Linked DNA regions of Mus musculus: region 1 is linked to region 2. The links are chromatin contacts, called in public HiChIP or PLAC-seq maps. All regions are on one chromosome and are shown on one strand. Each heading gives the region's core, a stretch centred on a gene start, on an enhancer-like site or on the middle of the called end of the contact. The rest is flanking DNA. Distances are from core to core; before and after follow the strand shown.

Evidence for each region. HiChIP or PLAC-seq counts read pairs in DNA pulled down with a chosen protein or histone mark.
Region 1: a contact with region 2 is called in a BATF HiChIP or PLAC-seq map of CD8 T cells, with 5 read pairs. The contact joins two enhancer-like sites. A contact is called at or near these places in 1 of 15 datasets of contacts at CTCF or cohesin (the NIH/3T3 cell line), 5 of 484 Hi-C or Micro-C datasets (the CH12 cell line, bone marrow-derived macrophages, embryonic limb bud and 2 more), 6 of 115 datasets of contacts at active chromatin or transcription factors (CD8 T cells, Th17 cells, astrocytes and 3 more) and 2 of 9 other capture datasets (adipose tissue and liver).

Annotation. Positions count from the first base shown.
Region 1 is chr4:63,926,346-63,932,359 of GRCm38.p6, forward strand. No RefSeq gene overlaps it. Among named protein-coding and RNA genes, the nearest start is that of 8030451A03Rik, 55 kb to the right of the region's middle. Within about 2 kb of position 2,021, at least 10 of the 459 cell types and tissues checked have an H3K27ac peak or open chromatin away from gene starts, as enhancers often do. A contact at or near this core is called in CD8 T cells, where this site is marked.
Region 2 is chr4:63,665,843-63,671,815 of GRCm38.p6, forward strand. No RefSeq gene overlaps it. Among named protein-coding and RNA genes, the nearest start is that of Gm42294, 28 kb to the right of the region's middle. Within about 2 kb of position 2,644, at least 93 of the 459 cell types and tissues checked have an H3K27ac peak or open chromatin away from gene starts, as enhancers often do. A contact at or near this core is called in CD8 T cells, where this site is marked.

The DNA.
Region 1 (6,014 bases), core at 771-3,270, 260 kb after region 2:
TATCAGGAACAGTTTCATCTCCACCCAGACTCTCTTGTCTTGTTTCTGCTCCACCTATCCCAACCTGTTCACTGCAACCCAAGTGACTGGTCTGTGCCTATAACTGGCATTTCAAAACCAATTCCTTTTTTTTTTTTTTTTGGTCAGTTCTAAGTTTTCTTTGTTCATTATGCATTGCGTTTCTACTCTAGGAAAACATTAAAGCTCAGGAATGAATAAGTGAAACGTGACAGCATTCTTTACAGCAGGAAGAATGAGCTGCATCTATCTGTATGCAGATAATGAAGATAAATCTGTAGTCCATCCCCATGAGAAAGATGAGCATGGTGTAGTTACTAATCCCTCTATTCATGCTCACTCTGGGAACTAGAGAGAGGAAACTAAGTTGAGACTTATTTACTAAAATAAGGCTTCACTGTGGAGCCTAGAATGGCCTTAACCGCCAGATCCTCTTGCTTTGGGATTCCAAGTGCGACAATTACAGTGCATGCCACCATGCCCAGCAGTAGGCTGCAGTTGAGGGGATCAGTAGACATCACATCCTCTTATTTGTTCAAGTTAGAAGTCACTGCACTCTAGAGACACAGATAAAGTTCTGTGTGTCTCTTCCTGAGTGCCTTTCATGTAGACAGAATTGAGGAAATGGCCTACCCTTTCACTATCCAGTAAAAGCAAGAAGGGAGTAAATCAAACCAAACCAAACCAAACCAAACCAAACCAAACCAAACCAAACCAAACCAAACCAAACCAAACCAAACCAAACCAAACCAATCCAAACCACCAACCAACCAAAAAGAAAACTAACATCACAAACAAACAAACAAACAAACAAACAAACACCAAGGTACCAGATGCAAACTCTGTCTCTAATTATGTTTCTGAGGAGCCCTGGTGTCTTTTACCTTTCATTCTCTGGAGGAATGACCTAGAAGACTGGTTAAGCTGGTTGATGGTTATTGGGGTGATGCAGGTCCACTGTTCTCTAGACTTGCCTATAGTCTTATGTTTTAGAATATATGGATTGGATGAGTACTGTTTTGCTCATGTTTTTTGGGTGTGGTTCTCCACAAACTCACAAATAGGAAGTGAAGCAGTAAGGTTTTCACATATCAGGACCCAAGAGTTTCAACCAGCAGTTAGGGCCTCTTGCCTTTTATGTAGCCCTCCTGGGCTCTGGGCTTGGAGGGTCAGGCTCCTAGGTTTTAGACTTTCATTTCAAGTTGTCATTGTCTTCTAAGTAACTTTTTTCCACAGCTTGTCACAGAACTGGTTTTCCTGAATCATGCTCTTTGTCTCTCAGCACTGAGATCTCGGTCACCTTTGTGTATGGTGACACTTCTTCCTCTCGTGAACACACATTCACCTGAAGACCAGAATGCCGTAGCTGATTTACCACTGTAGCTTGTTCATCACGATCAGATCACTGGCTTCTTTCTTAAGCACTTCCAACCCATTTCCTACTCTGCCAGGGAATGGGTGGAGCTGCGCAAGTGTCTCTTCCACTGGGTGGGAAAATAGCAAGGGAGACTTCTGTTCTTTTCATTCTGTTTTGGTACATGGATAACAACGAAGTTTGCCAGTGTTCTGTAAGCACATTTGGGCCTCAGGACTTATAACCTTTTCCCTTGTTTCTGAGTCTCCCCCACCCTGCGACTTTGTTTTCTACAGGGATTCAGGAAAAGTGTTTACACCAGTGTTCTGCAAAAGGTGCAATGAAAAGCATCAGAAGGCTGTTTTTTTTTTTTTTTTTTTTTCATTTTTGCCTTCTTGGATTCCTGGATCACAGATGGGAAAGCAAGTTCCTTTAGTTAACCCTTCATCTTTGCCTATCAATCACACAGACCTGTCACTCATAGCTCTGGATGTATAAGTATCTGTGGCTACTTAACTACTGTGTCTCTTTCTTAACTCAAACCATCTGCCTTTCTCTGTCCCAGCTTCTGTCTCTCTACTCTGTCCTTCCTCCAAGGTGATAAACCAAGAGTTTACAGTAAAAGCACAGGAAGAACCAAGTGATGCATTCTCTTTAGGAAAGTACCTGGTCCCCTGGGGAGCAGGGGGCAGTGCTGGGAGCCTCTTCCTCCCCTCCTGAGTTGTGGCTCCTGAGGACTTTCAGTACAGACCCAGCAACCCACCCTCAGTCTTTGATGTGGCTTAATGAATACTTGATGCACAGTGGCCCAAATTTTGAGCCACGAAAACCCTTTCTACTTCTTGCAGGAGACCCTGGGACTCACAGGGCTTTGCCTACAACTCAACATTGTCCAGAACTCGCTCTCAGGACTGTTCCTAGTTGCAAGGATCTCAACTTGTGGTAAGACTGTAGGCATTTAATCAGAGCAGGTTGGGTGGTTAACTGCTGTCTGCTCAAACTATAGTTGAAGGCTCATTTTCTTTATATTCTCTTTTCTTTTCCATTTCATCCTATTTTTCCCTTCTCTTTTGGCTACCTGCCTCTATTTCCCTTTTAGAAGAAAACTTATTTCCAGTGGAACTTCCTAATGCCTAACATTTCCAAGACTAAAGGAGGGACTTTCAGGAGTATCCTGAGCAGAAGAAAGAGTAGGGAGGACAGTAGGGGATAGTCATTCCAAGGCTTGTCCTAAATGATGCTATTTCCTGCTACAGATGCCTAGATTCAGTGATTTATTTTGGCTTGGGTTTTGACCTTTCTTTCAGATCCCTAGATTCAAAGCATCTGTCCCCTTCCTCCTAGGTGTGGCTGGCAGAAGTGCCCTCTTTCCCTGAGGACTGAGCTCTTTGCTCAAAACTCATCTAGAATAGAGGCCAGTTGTCTTCTTTCTTTTAGATAGCCTCCTGAAAGTCTTCCCCTCCTCACTTTCCTGTAACCCATCCTGAGGGAATACATGGTACTGATTCATGTCCAGGTCTCTGAGAGCACTTGGTATGGTGGTAGCAATGGGTTTCTCAGTATCTGTTCGCTATTGTTGGTTTTGGTTGGTTCAGCATAGGGCAGACAAGGAAGCAGACAAGAGTCTTGTCTTGGAAGAGCTTTCTGACCACATCTCCAGAGATTTTGTCTGAGTGCTTTGGGTGGATGTGGTGACCTCTTAGTCTTCAGTAAACCCCAATTCCCAGAGTTGTCCTCCTCTTTGTCGCACAGCCAATGTTCTTTCTTTATGAAGTGTTCTTCTCCTCTGCCAGTACTGTCTCTGCTTTGAACTACATTCTGGGCTATTCTAAACACCATCTAAGAGGATCAACCTTAAGATTGTAGTTAACTTCTGTCAGGATTAGGGCTCAAACTTAAATCTATTTGACCTCAAAACAGTGTTGGTGACTCATCCCTTTCCTAACGCTGTGGAGTAGGAAGACCTGCTCAGGTTACATGGACAGCAGCTGGAGGCTGGAGCTTCCCTGCATTGCTGTGCTATGTACTCAGCTCTATAAAAGTGAACATCACTTGTGCTTTGAGAGTATGGGCTAATACTTATAGGATAGTGTTTGTCCCTGCCTAGACCCGGTACCACCTCTGTTATATCATCCTACTCCTGTCTCCTACCCTCTGAGGATCCTAAGATTCTAGAGAGTCACAGGCTTGACCTTCTGCCACCAAGCTGTCAGGGAATAGCTCATCATCAGCAATAGGCACGCTGGGAATGACATAATAGGATGTTTCTGTTTTCACTTTTTCAGTGAAGAAACTCCTTATCTTCATAGTAATTTCTGGGACTTCAATAACTCCATCCCCTCTGTGCCTGCTGGATAGCACTATAGATGCAAACATCTGGCGCATCAGAGATAGAAACTCTCAATAATCCTTGGTATTGATTTAATTGGCAAATCAAATGAGGTTCATTATTGTCCATGGTAGGTAGGGGGAAAATGTATGCTCACACACAGAAGGAAAACAACCTGGTTCTAATTATAGGGTTGCATGTTTCCAATGGGCCTCTGCATCTCTGACCCCATGGCTATACATCCCATACATTAGGTCAGCATGACTCAGTCACTAAGTAACTCTGCCCTAGGGTCTGCGAATCGGTTTCAGGAAAGCATTTTAGGTTTCCAGCGATTTAGGGTGTGGGTGACCTGAGATGCTTGTAGAGGGGAGACAGGATAAGAGAGGGTATTCATGTAGGGGAGGCCAATGGGAATTTAGTACTTGGGACTTTGAAGACACCTGAGTCAGCTTTTCAGACTTTCTGAATAGCAAACAATTATTATTGAGAACCTACTGTCTGATCCTTGAAAGTCTCCTGGAAAGTTTATACTTGTATTTATATTTTATATGGATAAATAGTTGTGTTATTCATATATTTCCAAACAGGATGGTCCAAATAGCCAGTTTTGTTTTATTTTCATTTTTAAAATAACATTTCTTCCCTAAGCCCTTGATCTCTTCTCTCTGTGATAACAATTTATATATTTTAACCAATGTGCCTGGTCCATAGATAAGCTTTATATTTACCTAGATTACTAGGTAACGGACTGATGAATACTGCATTTATTTTCTTATTCTCTCACTCAGTTTCCTAAGACTCTGTTCATATTCTAACTGCCGCCTAACTTGCCTCTGGGTGAAGCCACCTTACCCTACTCTTACCTTTTCCTAGGGATGGTTTGGGTATTGTCTCCCCCCTCTGCCGCTGGAAACAGTGATCAGTGACTTCTCTATGAATGTTCTCCATAGACCTTTTCCCATGGTTTAAAATGAGCCACTTTCCATGGACACAGATGGTTCAAGGTGCTTCACAGGCAGTTATTTGGTGCCTGCAGCCACATGTGCTCTCAGCTTGTTATTCATAAACCACCACAACCTGTTTTGCTAGCTGAATACTTTTTTTTTTTTTGCATTAGATAAGAATGGAGCTCTGAACTAAACTATTTGCAGGCAGCACACTCTAGCTAAAATTTAATTATGTTGAAAATTCAATTAAAATATAATTTAACAAAAGGTACTTATTCAAATGGTGCCTTCTATTACTAATAAGCATAGCTGGTTTTTCCTTTTAAAGAAATGGCATTCCATATTTAAAAGAATCTAAAATGTCACTGATTACAAAAACATCATGATTACATAGTCCATTAAGAAAGATAAATAATTATACTTAATTAAGTCATCACGCACCATTGATTGTAGGAAGAATGCTGCTTTTAAAGATGTTAAGATATGAAGACATGTTTATCTTTGCCTGTTTCCTTCAACAAATATGAAGAAACAAAACTGTTTTAATGGCGTGGGGGCGGGGCGGATAAGAAAGTGACAATTCTTCCTTAAGTGAAATCTGCAGAATTGATGGGACTGGCATTAGCATGACGGGAGAAGGAAACAGAGCTGTGGTGTGTGTGGTCCTTACACCAGCCTTGGATGAAAGTCCTGATCATCATGTAAGCGTAGCTTTGGACAAGGGCTAGCTCGCAGGCCAGGGCAGAATTTTCCATGTCTGGTCTTCAGAAACTCACAGAGCTTGTGACTTGCTTCCAGGGTGGGCTGTCTGTCCTAAGCCTCCAATCCAAAGTCCTTCACAGGGGCCATTTGCTTCCTCAGAAGCAGCTCTGCTGCTGTACACACAGCAGCCACATGAAGTCATATGATGATTGTCCCTCTTGGCTTTGGGGACATTTGCTAAGGGACTGGGGACTGAAGACACTAGAGAATTAGCTATAGGAATAGTTGGATTTCCTTGTTAAGATTGCATCATTTTTATTTTTCTTGGCTCCTATTATAACTACGGGAATAGGGGTATTCCCATTTTACAGTTGAGAACTGACTGTGTCAATACACCTCCAAGATGACTATTAATTGGTAGAGCCCACAGAATCAGCCATGCAAGGCTCATAGTGGGTTCACGGAGACTAAAGCCAGCAATCACGGAGCCTGCATGGGTCTGCACTGGGACCTCTGCATATATGCTGCAATTGTCTAGGTTGGCGCTCTTGTGGAACTCCTAACAGTGGGAGTGGGGATGTCTCTAACTCTTTTGCCTGCTCCTGGGACCCTTTTCCTTTCACTAGGTTCCCTAGTGTGGCCCTGATGTGTGGGTTTGTGC
Region 2 (5,973 bases), core at 1,394-3,893:
TAGCAAAGGACCATCTGGCAAAATATCAATCATGCTGAGACTAGGAGACCCTGATGCCACAGGCTGTCACACATGATGCCACATTTCAAATTAACACGCCACTGAGAGGCTTTATGAATTGACAAGAAAGACAAGGGGTCCTGGCAAGTATCAGACAAATAGACATCTTACTAATTGGCTCCTCAGTATATGAACAGAGGCTTAACCTTCGAAGAGATGAGCGTGAACACAGTGGTGAGTTGTTACCCTTTGAGACTGACCTGACCCGGTGAAAAAGTTAGATGATGACTGGGTGAGTTGGTGAAAATTCATTGCACAGTTAGAATTTATATATTCTCTGTATGTCTGTCACCCCCCTCCGCAGAAGCCTTCAAAGCAGCTGGATTTTAGCTTCTCCTTTTGGATAAAATGACCCTTTCCTTCCTCTCCTTTCCCCTCCCCTCCCTTCCCTTCCCCTCTCCTGTGTGTGAGGCAAATAGTTCACCGAATGAGCCATTTCTAAGCCATCTCCTATTTGTTTGTTTGTTTTTTTAATCCCACATTCTCCTAGCTTGCTCAAGCTCCCACAACAAAATTCTGAAGACTGAAAGGCTCAAATGGCAGAACTTTATTTTCTCATTTCTTTGGAGACTGCGAGTCTGAGGTCCAGGAGTTGCAAGGATGGTTTATCCTGAAGCCCGTATGATGGGTTCAGAGATGGTCGGTGGTCTTTTGATGTCTCTACAGATGTTGCCTCTGTCTCATAAAACACCAGTCCTAATGAATTAGGACCCAGATCTACAACTTTATTTCAACATAATTACCTCTTTAAAGATTGTATCCTCAAATATAGTCTCGTTTATAGATACTAGGAGTTCTGGCTTCAATATTTGAATTTTGGCTGACCTAGTTTGTTAGGACAGGTGCGTGCCATTAAGGGATTATCCAAAAGAAATCTTGAGAGACTCCTTGATCCTCAGATATTTTCTACATTGCTGCATTCAAATTGCCAGCATTTTAGTTAATTTTTTAAAAACCCTGTGTCCACTTTTAGCTTTGTTTGCTGTTTTATTTCATGCTGCCTTCTCTATCATGGTTAAGTATCATGGTTATAATAGGTTCCTAGAATGAGATAATTTTTGTTCCTTGTTTGATTCTGCAAAACTGTGGTTGCCACCTAATTTTATGTGTGCCTTGGGGGCTTGGTGGAACTGAGCACTAACTAGTACCTCAAACAAAAGTACATTTAAGATGAGAGATGGAGCAGGAAGAGCTCATAAAGGCAGTTGATGAGCAAGACCGTGGTCTATCTTTTATTCCTGGGGTCCAGTTTCCAGCCCCTCAAAACACAAAGGAGCAAACAGAGCAAGCTGGACCAAGTTTGTGCACTGTTCAAAGAGAGTCTTCAGTAGCTTCTTACTACCTTCCAGAAATAGCCCACCCTTTACCACAGAGTTCCGGTTCTGATAACCATCAGTTTTCCATGTTTTTCTCCCCAACCCTGAAACAGTTCAAGTGTATTAGCATTTATCTCTCCTCTAGGATTTTGCTAGAAATGCTGCTCCACTTGTTCCTTGGCCAAGTCCTCCACCACCCCTAGTTCAGCCAGGCAGAAATTTCTCTTAACGCTTCTCAGAGCCTCCCTCTTCCTTTAGATTCAATGAAGCCACCTTCTCTTGGCATCTCCTGCCCTTCCACCCTAGGTCTCTTGATGGTAGGTGCTCTTCTGTGGCTGTGGTGTGGTTGAGTTGTGGGTGAGCTTCAGTGGGCCACACTGTGGAAACAGCCTACTTTTGATCAAACATACAAAGAAACGAGCCAGCCTCAGGATTGTGTCTCTAGCTCAACACTTCCCAAGTTCTTGTTTGGGAATGAAGTAGAGACAAATGGACATGATGTTCCTGATGTCTACAGGAGATGTCTTCCCTCACTCATGAGCTTGGTGAGTCACTAGGGTGTCCTTCAGAGAGGGGTTAAAGCCTCTATCACCACTGTTATTTGTCCTGCTTTCTTCTACCCATGAAGGTCTTTTGAAACATTCTTGTCTTGGTCTTGAGTTTCAGGGATATTGACCTCTTAGGGAGCCTGATATTATCCTATAGATCTTACAGACAGGGAGACTGAGACCTAGAGGGGCTAGATCTGTATCTACTTTCAGAGAAGGGGGAGGCAAGGAGAAAGCAGGAAAGCAGGAATCTTGCCTCCAGGTGGAGACTCCAGCTAGTCTTTTTTTTTTTTTTTTTTTTTTTTTTTGCAAGACTACATGCAACACCAGTTTTCATTTCTCCTATATTCTTTTCATCGTCTCTACTCCTCCATCCCACCCCTACCCTCTTTCTATGGACTGAATCTCTCCTCATTCTTGTATTGAAGCTCTAGCCTCCCAAATGTGGCTCTGATGGGAGACAAGGCCTTTAAAGAAGTAATCGGTAGCATGCTAGTGTTACAGGAAGACACACTTTTGAGTTGAGAGGCCAGTGGCAAGGTGGTCAGCGGCAATCCCCATCCCAGGATGCTGTATCAGGTATGGGAAAGTGCTTTTCAACAGCTGCACCATGCAGGTCAGTTGGTTCCCTCCCCTCAGGATGCACTGCTGAGCTATAGAGGTCTTGCTGAGTGTTCACACCCACACACCAGTTCCAAGAAAAGTAAAGCGATGGGGCTTTTGTGGTTTCGTGAGTCACACTGGCTACTCTTGCCAAGTATTCAAATCTTGTGGCTAGAGGAGCCGAGCCATGCTTTCTGACTATTCAACTGTTTGCTGACTGTGGCTTCAAGCTGTTACTTGCATGAAGTCTTCTCTGGTCCAGAAGAAAGGCAGGGGAGAGCTGAGAGGACCTGAAAAAGTGTTTCAAGATGATCCCAATACTGGGCAGTGGAGTGTCCAGGATGTGAATGGGGAAGTTGTGAGGAATAAGATATTCTAGTCTGGGAGAGAAGAAGACACCCGCTTCTGATTGGAGAAGATTAAGGAAGGGCTGGAGATGCCAGGTAGAGGTCAGGAGAAACTCAGTAAGCAGACGTGAGGTGAGAATTGTAAGGATTTAAGGATCAGGGGTGGGGGGCAGGAAAGAGAGGAGAAAGCAGAAAGAGAAAGAGAGGAGATACGAGACAAACCCTCAGAGGATGCCAGTGCTTGGGACTTCTGTGCTGCTTTGGGTTTTACTTCCAATGCCACTCAGGATGCCAGGGAGGAAGGAGGCAGAGGGTCTGAGAGAAGAGGCATTGTGATTAAGCAAAGAGCAAGTAGGAGAAGGTGATGTTCTTGCATGAGGGTTTAAACATTTACTGTCATTTATTTTTGACACATCCATGCTTGAAGGATAGATGTCCAAGACCCTGGCACCAGCATAGTCAAGAACTGGAAAGACCCAGAGTGATCTGCTCAGATGGCCAAATGGAGGCTCTGGTTTTATGACTTATACATCAAGTGTATGTGTGTGCATGCATACACTTCTGTGTGGGTGCCTGTTCATGAGTACCTGTGTGTGCAGAGGGCAAAGGACAATCTTGGGTTGCTTTTCTTCAATTAGAGTCCATTTTCTTCTTCTTCTTCTTCTTCTTCTTCTTCTTCTTCTTCTTCTTCTTCTTCTTCTTCTTCTTCTTCTTCTTCTTCTTCTTCTTCTTCTTCCTCTTCCTCTTCCTCTTCCTCTTCCTCTTCCTCTTCCTCTTCCTCTTCCTCTTCCTCTTCCTCTTCCTCTTCTTCTTCTTCTTCTTCTTCTTCTTCTTTGAGTTGTGATATTTTCACTGTCTTGGAATTTCTCAAATAGGCCAGTCTTGCAGGCTGGTGATTCCCTGGGATTCACATGTCTCTCCCTCTCCATTGTTGGGATTATGAACACACCCCAACACACCTGGCTTTTTCATATGGATTTTGGAAAATGAACTCAGGTCTTCACACTTGCAATCAAATTACTACTGAACAGTCTCCTGAGGCTTACTCCTGTTATAACATCACATGGTACTCACCTGTCACTACTGGGCCGCTTTTTCAAGCATATTATTCTCCAAGCAACGTTGATGCTCAAGTCAGCAGTATCTACTGCTGCACTGTGTGGCTCTCACTCTGAAGCCAACGGCTCCATATTATTATTATTATTATTATTATTATTATTATTATTGTTGTTGTTGTTGTTGTTTTTGTTGTTTTTTGGTCAGGGGGAGTTTATGGCTTTTGAACTCTGGATCTCCCTGTTTCAGAGGAACTGCTTGCTAGGCACTGATCTGGGGGCTTTGTCACCTGATGAAGGGTTTCCAACATGGGCAGCCATGATCTCCATCATCAGTGTTGCTTGGTACCACTTTCTGAGTGCCTGCTGTGTGTCAAGCATGGTGCCAGATATGTTCTGGAAGCTCTTGTCTGGAAGATGTCCTCCATCTCCAATCCATATGCTGGAGTTCTAACCTTGAAGATATCAGAGTATGACTGTTTGGATCCAAAATCTTTAAAGAGCTGATTAAGTGGAATGAAGTCTGAATCTAGCACAGGAGTGTTTTAGGGGGCTCTGCAGGCTAGTGGGATTTCTGCCTGGATTGTACTGACCTCTAGATCTTCAGTTAAAGAAAATAGGGTGTTGTAAGAGGTCACACGAGGAGGGCTTGTCTTCTGCTGTCATCTATGCTTCTTCCCTGGCTTAGGAAACCAGATCACGGGATCTTGCCAATGTGAAGCTAAGTGATAAAATCAGCCACTGCTAGTCTCTTATTCATGGACAAGGAAACTGGTAGCCAGAGAGACTGCATGTGGCAGTCCTGAGGCATGCAGGGAGAGATTTTGAGACCTGGATTCAGATCTCAGAAGTCCAGGAGAAGTGTCTTAGCTTCCTCTCCAAACCTATCACTTCACAAACAGGGCATGTGAGACCAGGAGTAGATGCTTTGTTTCCAGAAAGGAAGAAAGACAGATGCACCTCATTTCCTGTATTTCCTCTTACAGTGCCCTCTCCTGAGGATTCTTTGTCCTGTTCTTCCCAGACACACTACTCCCTGCCTTACAGGTTGACCCTTCCTGTCCAGCATCCTTCCCTAGGAAGTCAGTCTCAGAACCTCCAGGGATGTACAGCTCTAGCTGGGATGCTTTCCCTCTGCACACCCAGATGGCAGATCTGCTTGTCTGCCATCTCTGAGCTCATCAAAATTTGAGCTTCAAGAGGTAGTGGCCTTGCCACTGTATTTTCATGGACTCTACGTAGCTTTTAAGATAAGAATACATAGCTATCAAATGTGTGACTAGGTGACCCTCTGTGAGACTGTGAATATGATTCTATGTGAATGTTGATGTGTGTGAGATTATATGTAAGTTAATGTGTTACTATGAGTGTGCAAATGTGTGTTTGAGTGGGTATGTGAATGTGTATACTTGAGTATGTGTGTGACTGTGTGTGAATGAGTGTGTGTGACCATGTGAGAGTGAGTGTACATGTGAATTAGTGAATGTGTGTATGTTTGTGGTTACATGAATGTGTGAGAAACTATATGAGTGTGTGTGTGAGAATGAGTGTATCTGTGCATAGGTGTGAACCTATGAGACTGTTTGACTGCATCTGAGTGCAAACGTGTCTATTTTTTGAGTGTGTATTTGAGTGGTGCATATGAATGTGTTCTTGAGTGTATCAATGTGCATGTGTAAGCAATCATGATTGAAGTGTGCTTGAGTGTGCAGTTATGTAGGTGGGAGTTTTTGTGTTAGTAAGTGGTGAGTGTGCATGAGTACCAGGATTAGTGTGAATATGTGCAAGACTGTGAATGCATGTTAGCGTGTTACTGTATGTGTGAATTCATTTGTTAGCATGTGTATTGATGGGTCATGTATATGAATGTGTGAGTGTTTTAGCATGTGAGGAGTGTGACGGTGAAATGATAACTATGTGCTGGTGAGTATGAGTGGTGTGAATACGTGGACAAATATCAAAGCATCAGAGTGTGTGGATGTGAGTGAGTGTGTGTGTGTGTAGAACTGTGAGAGAAAATTTGTCGTTGATTATGAGTGTGTAT